Regions from separate parts of the Bombyx mori genome. Here region 1 is linked to region 2. Evidence: chromatin contacts called from public Hi-C data. All regions are on one chromosome and are shown on one strand. The core of a region is the stretch at or near the end of the contact, and the rest is flanking DNA. Distances in the headings are between cores, read along the strand shown.

Region 1 (3,805 bases), core at 314-2,813, 38 kb after region 2:
TATTCGGTTTTCATTTTAAATTTCTTGTTCAATTGAAGGCCATCACAAAACAATGCACATAACTTTAACCCAAATACAATTGACATTTTTTTTATTATGCACATAGTTCAGCAGCATCAGACAAGATGTGAATACGGTACTTCGCGGTAGGCAGCGGCTTGGCTCTGCCCCTGGCATTGCTGAAGTCCATGGGCGACGGTAACCACTCACCATCAGGTGGGCCGTATGCTCGTCTGCCTACAAAGGCAATAAAAAATAAATAAAAAAAATACGCTCGAGACACAACCATCTAGCCTATTTCTCTAATGCCACTAATTTCTTTAGTTCTCTAGTATCTCGATTTACTAAAAGACATTCGGAACATCGGAAATGCTTAAATGTATTTTCATTTTGATTGCTTAGATGGTTGGACGAGCTCACAGCCCACCTGGTGTTAGGTGGTTACTGGAGCCCATAGACATCTACAACGTAAATGCGCCACCCACCTTGAGATATAAATTCTAAGGTATCAGTATAGTTACAACGGCTGCCCCACCCTTCAAGCCGAAACGCATTACTGCTTCACGGCAGAAATAGGCGGGGTGGTGGCACCTACCCGTGCGGACTCACAAGAGGTCCTACCACCAGTAATTACGCAAGTTATAATTTTGCGGGTTTGGAACAGGTCTAAATCTATCTTAACTCAACTCACAGCATGCAAATCACAGAATGGATCCCGTTTCCAGGCCTCGGCGTCACCGCAGTCACAGCAGCCGCCGCCACCGGACTGCCCCATCTTGTACTTGTGGTGTCTATGAGCTGATACCTTGAAGCACTCCACGCAGAGTACGCAAGTGTTATCCATGCCTGAAATCGAAGTTTATGATGATAGACAGAGAAACTCAAGATCCATCTGATACTAAGGCGTTACTAGAAGCTTTGGTCACCAAACATAAGGTGAATGACTCGTCCATAGATAAAAGTGTTTGACCTCCTAATCTAAATTACAATAATAACGCATTAATGGTTCTCAAACTCTTTTTTATGATTAAATCTGATTACATTGCGCAAAAATAGACAAAATAACAGACGCTGGAACTGTTTACGTGTGATGAAAAATAAAAATATTATTACAATATTTGTGTAAAACTAGTTTTATGAGGAAAATATCTTTTTTTTACCTATGTTGATAGACTTGAGAGGCTATTTCAGCTGCGCCCTAACGCGTAGATGAGCTCACCGGGCTCAAACCGGGAGTGTTGCTGACACTGACCCTAGCAAGAGCAGTGCTTCGCAGAATCTTCCACCTGATCGGAAACGCGACCCACTGAGAAGATCCTGCGAGAAACTCAGTGGGCTGTGTCTATGGGTTAATTTACTCGGACGGTCAGCGGTGCTCGAGGTACCTAAAAACAGCGTTAATGGATCGGGAGGATCCGTAATGACATACTTAAGGCGACGTCGACTGTTTACCATTCGTTCCACAGGATCGTGTAAGAAAATATCATACTGTATCGTGTATCGTGTAGTACGTAATAATAACTCACCACATTCTCTGCAACTATATGCAGGTTCGCCTTGTTTGAACACCCGTCCGCAGAGTGTAGAGCGACGAGGGGGACCCGGTTGAGATCCTTCTGTTGTACCCCATATGAACTGTTCTAGGGGTTGGATGAGCAATTTGGCAGCTAGTTCCTCGTCGAAAGACCAGTCTGTATCGAAAATTCCAGATTGAAGCAAATTAAACATTAATAATTATAATACATTCTTCGAATTTTTTTCTTAGAGTCCCCTCAAAAGTTAAGGGGTCATGATATTAAAAGGAACATGAGATCGCCTATATAGATAGCGCTAAAATGATATGTGAAGGGGTGACATGGGTCCCTCACGGTTTAAAAACAAAAAACACCGTCAGGACGATATCTGGTGCAAAAAACACTTCGGGTCGATGTGCTAATGGTATTAATAAGTTTATTCTTGGAGACAAAGCGAAAAGTATAATAATGTACTTTACCCAAACATGTTCTGTTGGGTTGTGGCGAATATATTCTCGGAACGGTGACGCGCCAATGATCTTGAAAGTGCGAGGGCGCCAGTACACCCTCCTGCAGATTCTTCCGCCATAGTTCCACTACAGCATCAGCGCGAGCCGGCAACGTGTACCTGTTAGAGACCGGTTCGTCACTCATTTTCACTCCGCAACATTAAACATTTAGAGTAAACACTTTATAGTAGGATATAAATTTGTTATTGGTTCGATTATTCGTCTCACATGGCCCAAAAACACGACAACGAAAATAAATAATGATTACAGTAGAAAAAAACTACATTTTCTCAATACGTATCGAGTGCTTGAACACCCTTCCACTCAATGTCTAGTTTACTAACTAGACTGATAATAATATTTTAAATGCATCTGACCCTGGTTGATGTGATAATGATCCGCGCTTTGATTTGGCCGAGCGTCTAATTGGCAAGTAGATACCGGATGATTGAAACGTCCACATTTCAATACTTTGAGAATTGACTCACACCACTTTTGGTCCCAAGACACGGGCTTGCTTCCTGTTTATTCGTTCTGATATATTCATTTATATTTGCTTCCCTGTATGATCAAATAAAGCACAATATACCTAACGAGAATGAGGTTCGTAATGAGATCATCTAAACACTGATAGAGAATCGTTGGCTAAAAACAAGAATTTGTATTCGCGAATACGGTAACCAAAAACTCTTAATGAACGCTGGACAACTGTTTGAAGCGCAGGTAAACAATGTACTGTACGTATTTTGGCAGAGAGCCACTGAGGATGAGCTGTCTATTTATATTAGAAAAAAAAAAAAAACAAGACGTTACGATCTTGGATATCTGTTATTAAGATATTTTTAAAGGTTGTCAGATAAGTTAAAAATCTTAAGGTGACCAATGTTAATATGAATTAAATTTAAATTTATGAACGCCGCTATCCGCCTCTGTTATTTACATAGTTAGAAAGCGAATTGCAACATATTTCGTAATGCGCACGCTGGTTTTCAATGTATCATACTGTATTTGAAGTATAGGCTTTTTGACCAAGTTAAGATGACACTTGTTTAAAACCGTTTTAAAGTGCCATATACTTTCATTTTTGTTCTAATTATTTATTTAATTTGACGTTGGTTAGCCCACGAGAGATCAAGTATTAAATGGTAAGTAACTGAAATACTACTGCTTAGATGCAGTCACCCACTCGAAGCATGAGATCAAAGTCATTAGGGCGTCGTAAATAAAATTAAGAAGAATTAGAATTAAGTTAAGAAAATAAATAAAACGATGAATCAGACAATTTGTTCTAACGTATTCTATTATTATTAGTTTGGGTGTGCGTGTGTGTGTGGATAAAAATACTGTCACTTTTATTTAATAAGGTCACACAGGCTCGTCACACGCACACTAGAAATATCTAGCCTAGCACTAAATTATAACACAAGCAAAACCATTACCCCAGTTCGAAAAACGAAATTAAACACATCGTGTGCAAACGTCCGCACACAACCTGAATACCGCAATGTGCGAAAATAATTCGCATTACATCAAATAATAAAAGAATATATACACAGCCTAGTTATCGATTGAGGACAACGTTTCGCGCTAAAGCCAGTTTAGGAGCAAAAGGTGCGTGCAAAACATTACTTTATACGACTTCCAAAACAATCGTGAACACTTGAAAAAGTTACAGAAAGTTAAAGCAAAGGGAAATTAAAAACAGCGATACTTGGCTTAGACAAATAGTCATCGGTCAACGTGAGCTAAAACAAATGAGTTTTAATAACTACTTAATAAGTC
Region 2 (4,317 bases), core at 173-2,672:
AAACGTAAACACTATTTCCGCGCTTAATTTAATTCAGGGCAAATCACGTAAACACCTGCTTTGTTTATCACTGTAGCAAGAAATTCGAAAACTAAAATAAAGATAAGAGATAGTCCGAACGCGGAGGTTAGTTGTCCGATGACATCAACTCAAACCGGTTTTCACAATTATAACATTTAAAAAAGAAAACAGAGTAATCGATATCTTTGCTATTAAAGTATACTCTTGATTTTGATCAGGAGTTATAGCGGGTTTCGCAATAAATCATGACATTCAATGAAGACTATCACTCATACGACCGAACGACCGACGGACATTTCTGATTGATAGTAATAACAACATTTGTCATTTTAGCGTAGTCAGTGCTGCTGCTTTAAAAAATGTTATACTTGTGAAAAAAAAACGCTAAAAAATAGTCTTTATTACATGCGTGAATGCACAAGCTTTTATCGTCGTTCAAAAGCAGCAATGCGTATACAATTGAAAAGTTACTTTAAGATTGAAGCAAAAGACTCAATTTAAAAGTTACGAATTAGTGAGTCCATGATTTTTTAGTATGGCAATTTTTACGTAATATTCTTTTTTGTATGGCAGTTGGCTTCTTGTGATAACATTGTTGCCAAAGTAGTACTTACAAAATCTTTGAAGAAAATGTCTTATACTGAGATAAATCAAATTAAAATATGAAAAGGGATAAGTTGAAATGAAGTAAATGTTCCAGCAAAATGTTGGGAATTTACTGCAACGTTACAGACTTTTTGGAAGAACCTCAGAATCCACCACTAGCTTCTTCAATACATTTACCCCTACATACATATGAAATTTCCCGGATTTCAAACTGTTACTAAGAGAACATTATTATTGAGCTATGATGATGATGATCTTACAAGCATCTTGGTATAGACTGAACTCTCTATCTCACTCGCATCCTTATCGGCCCCAGTAACCATAATCCAATCACAATAGTCGCTGATCGTTCACACCTATGTTGGGCACATGCACAAAACAACTGTCGACTTTTATAAAAAAAACAAGAGGCTGATCGTCGCAGGCTCTTAGGCTATTACAGTTTTACGACGAAATACTAAACTTTAAATACCCACCAAAAAGTGATTGACTAGTTCCAAGATTGGTGTCCTCAGTCCTTGCATCGTTATCACCTTACCCTCTAAAATGCGTTCCTAAGTATGGTTTAATAGAAGATATTATATATTTTACAAACTTACAAATTATATATTTTTGTCAAAATTAGACTGGTATTTAGGTTTAAATTTTAAAATTTCCGAATGACAAGTTCTAGGCAAACTACGGAAAAATTCTATAGGGTACTAATTTTTAATTGCTTTCAACAAAAAAATGTGCGTTTTTAAAATGGTAATTGTTTTCAGGAAAAATCTCAGACTCAAAAAACCTTTATCTAACCTCTTTTCTAGTTCCATTCATATAACATGTGTGGATTTTTAAAATGTGGTTTTATACACAATTACACACACACATATGTGGTTATACATATATACGCATATATTTTCTCGCCCTTGGACATAGCCAATGCCATGTCACTGTATTACCGAGCACTATTTTATAAACTTGCCTCAATGAAGGATAAGTCCGAGGAAGATATATAATATATTTAAATACGTATTTTATCTAGTTTTTAAATGAAGAGACGATGTGTGTTGACAAGTAATGCGGCGTTGTCACTCCTTTATTTAGATTTATTTTATCGTAATTATATTTAGGGCTACCGGTACATGTTCAGGAAGCTTATTAACAATTAAAATCTTTAAAAGCACAAACTTTATCTGTACATGGCGGAATAGCTTTTTCAGACAGATAGCTAGATACACTAACTTAGTGTAGACATACATAATAATATCATACATAGCTGTTTAGCATGCTGTATATTCGTAAATACACAGTAAGTAAAATCACGTAGGTATATCCTACAGTAATACAGTATGTAATCTGTATTATAACCTTCATCCTCATTTGTCAAATATATTAAGTGTATAATCTATGCTCATTTGATTTCCTCCTACACAAAACTTTGTGACAAAACAGAATTTGACAACGGACAACAAACACAAACATTGATGCTTACCCACCGAAACGATAAAAATGTAAAACTTGAAATATAAAAAAAAAATGTCAGTTAACGCCAGCCAGGATATACCTGGATTGAAGCAAAAAAAAGTATTTAAAATTATAGTTCTCGGTGATTCAGGTGTTGGGAAAACTTGTCTAACTTATCGTTTTTGTGAGGGCCAGTTTTTAAATAAATCTGAAGCTACAATCGGTGTTGATTTCAGAGAGAGAATCATTAAAATTCGTAATGAGGATATCAAGGTAAAGTTGTTACAAGAAAACAAGTACAAAATAAACTATTTCTAAATCATAAATACTAAAAGCTAATCATGAAACTAGTTGCCATCTGTAAAAGCGATCCTACACAATTAAATGTATAGATATGTTCTGTAAAGCTGTATATAAAATCGTTTGTTAAGTAATAATACTGGCATTTAACGCCCACTTTTGTTGTCTATATGAAACTACAGGGCTATCAATGCTTTTTGTCCCATAGCTTTTTAAGGGACTCTAAGCAAGATGTTAATTAACAATAACATTTCAAGAAAAAACAATAACATTGAACCACAAGACAACAAGACAAAAAGAAAATCCAAGACTTGATGACCCTGAGCAGTGCAATGGTTTAAAAAGTAGGATTCAAATATAATAATTAGTCTTAAAACAATTTTTAGCTCCAGTTATGGGACACTGCTGGACAAGAAAGATTTCGAAAATCAATGGTGCAGCACTACTATAGAAATGTTCATGCAGTTGTCATTGTTTATGATGTTACAAAGCCAGAAACGTTTCATGTATGTGTTTATGGAATTTTATTGATATCTTAACTATTTGAATGATTTATTAAAAATCATTATCATAACAACATTAATAACATATAAAAAAATGTAAAAATATTGTACAATTATAAGTTTGTCAAAAAACAATGACCACACATAGTCATAATTTTGTGTCTCTGCCTTTTTATAAATTTTCCCTAAAAATTGTTTAGTTTAAAAAACAGCTAAATGATGATGAACTGTTATTTCAGTCTATATCAGCTTGGATGCAAGAGATCGAATCCCATGGCTTAATGAATGCTCCTAGAGTCCTTGTGGGCAATAAATGTGACTGTGGTACTCCTGAATCCAGGCTAGCCACCACTTATGCTCAGAGATTAGCTGATAAATATGGCATGCCTGTAAGTACGAAAATCCATAATGAAATTAAGTAAACTTCTGTTTGTTGTATACAATATAGATAGGCAAATTTTAATGACTAAACACCTATGATGCCAAAAAGAAAAATTGGCTATACTTTTAAATAAATAAAATGAGTATGTACCAGTTGCCTAATATGATACCTTATGATATGATATGATACCCTAAATGACTTAAAATAAAATAAAAAAACCTCATTTTTAATACATAATAATATGTACAATGATATTGATAAAAGTTAATTTTTTCAGCTATTTGAAACATCGGCACTGTTGGATTCAGAATGTGATAATGTGGAGTCAATATTCTTGACCTTAGCACATAAATTGTACTCTAAACAGCCATTGAGAGTTATTAGTGTGGCGGTAAGTAAATTATAATAGAGATAATTATACTAAAAATACCTATACTGGGTCTTAGGAGACCGCTTCCGAAAACGAAGACAGACGATAGTACTTATGACACCTTTGATGATGGTATAGAAAAAAAAATCGATACTGATTTTAAAAAATAAAACATATTTTTAAAATATTTTATTAGTATTATTTAAGCTCGATCGAAACGATAGTTTCATAAAAAATATATTTTACTGAAAAAAACCAGAAACGAAACACAAAATCAAAAACAGCTGATGCTCGGATCAACGAACGCCCGGGCGCGACGTTTCTTTTGCACGCACAACGCTGCGGCGGCGCGGCGGGTGCGTGGCGCCGATACCGCACCGCAAAATTTACAACTTTTTAGGTACGAAATTTTCGTTTTCGGAAGTGGTCTCCTAACACCCAGTAAAGTATGGTTTAAACTAGGCATGTGTCTATGAACATTTTTGTCCATATCATACTGATACCAAAATTAATCAAAACGTGTCAGCAACATGTGTCCGTGTGCCGAAATGATAGTAATGATATTATAGTAACGAGAAATGAAGGAAGATAATCAATATAACTAAAAGAAATCTTTTACATCTTTAGATGACAAAAATAACCTGAAACCATCTTTAATGAATTCTGGATCTAATAAAATACCATCAGTG

Evidence for each region. Hi-C and Micro-C count contacts between places; a contact is called where the count stands out from the background.
Region 1: a Hi-C map of midgut shows a contact between it and region 2, with 1.5 times the contacts expected there. The contact joins the enhancer-like site here to the promoter of LOC101739850 in region 2. A contact is called at or near these places in 2 of 7 Hi-C or Micro-C datasets (midgut and posterior silk gland).

The regions. Positions count from the first base shown.
Region 1 is chr14:6,933,293-6,937,097 of ASM3026992v2, forward strand. It overlaps LOC101735857 (E3 ubiquitin-protein ligase UBR1), which reads right to left. Exons shown (of 28, transcript XM_038015233.2): 3 at 1,994-2,142; 4 at 1,527-1,691; 5 at 692-846. Among protein-coding and RNA genes, the nearest start is that of LOC101735857, 11 kb to the right of the region's middle. Within about 2 kb of position 1,564, at least 2 of the 8 cell types and tissues checked have open chromatin away from gene starts, as enhancers often do.
Region 2 is chr14:6,895,208-6,899,524 of ASM3026992v2, forward strand. LOC101739850 (putative Ras-related protein Rab-33) reads left to right here and starts at 1,423. Exons shown (of 5, transcript XM_004933756.5): 1 at 1,423-2,346; 2 at 2,760-2,879; 3 at 3,116-3,265; 4 at 3,536-3,649. The coding sequence starts at 2,146. LOC101735725 (myotubularin-related protein 5) reads right to left here and starts at 334. Exons shown (of 40, transcript XM_038015237.2): 1 at 1-334.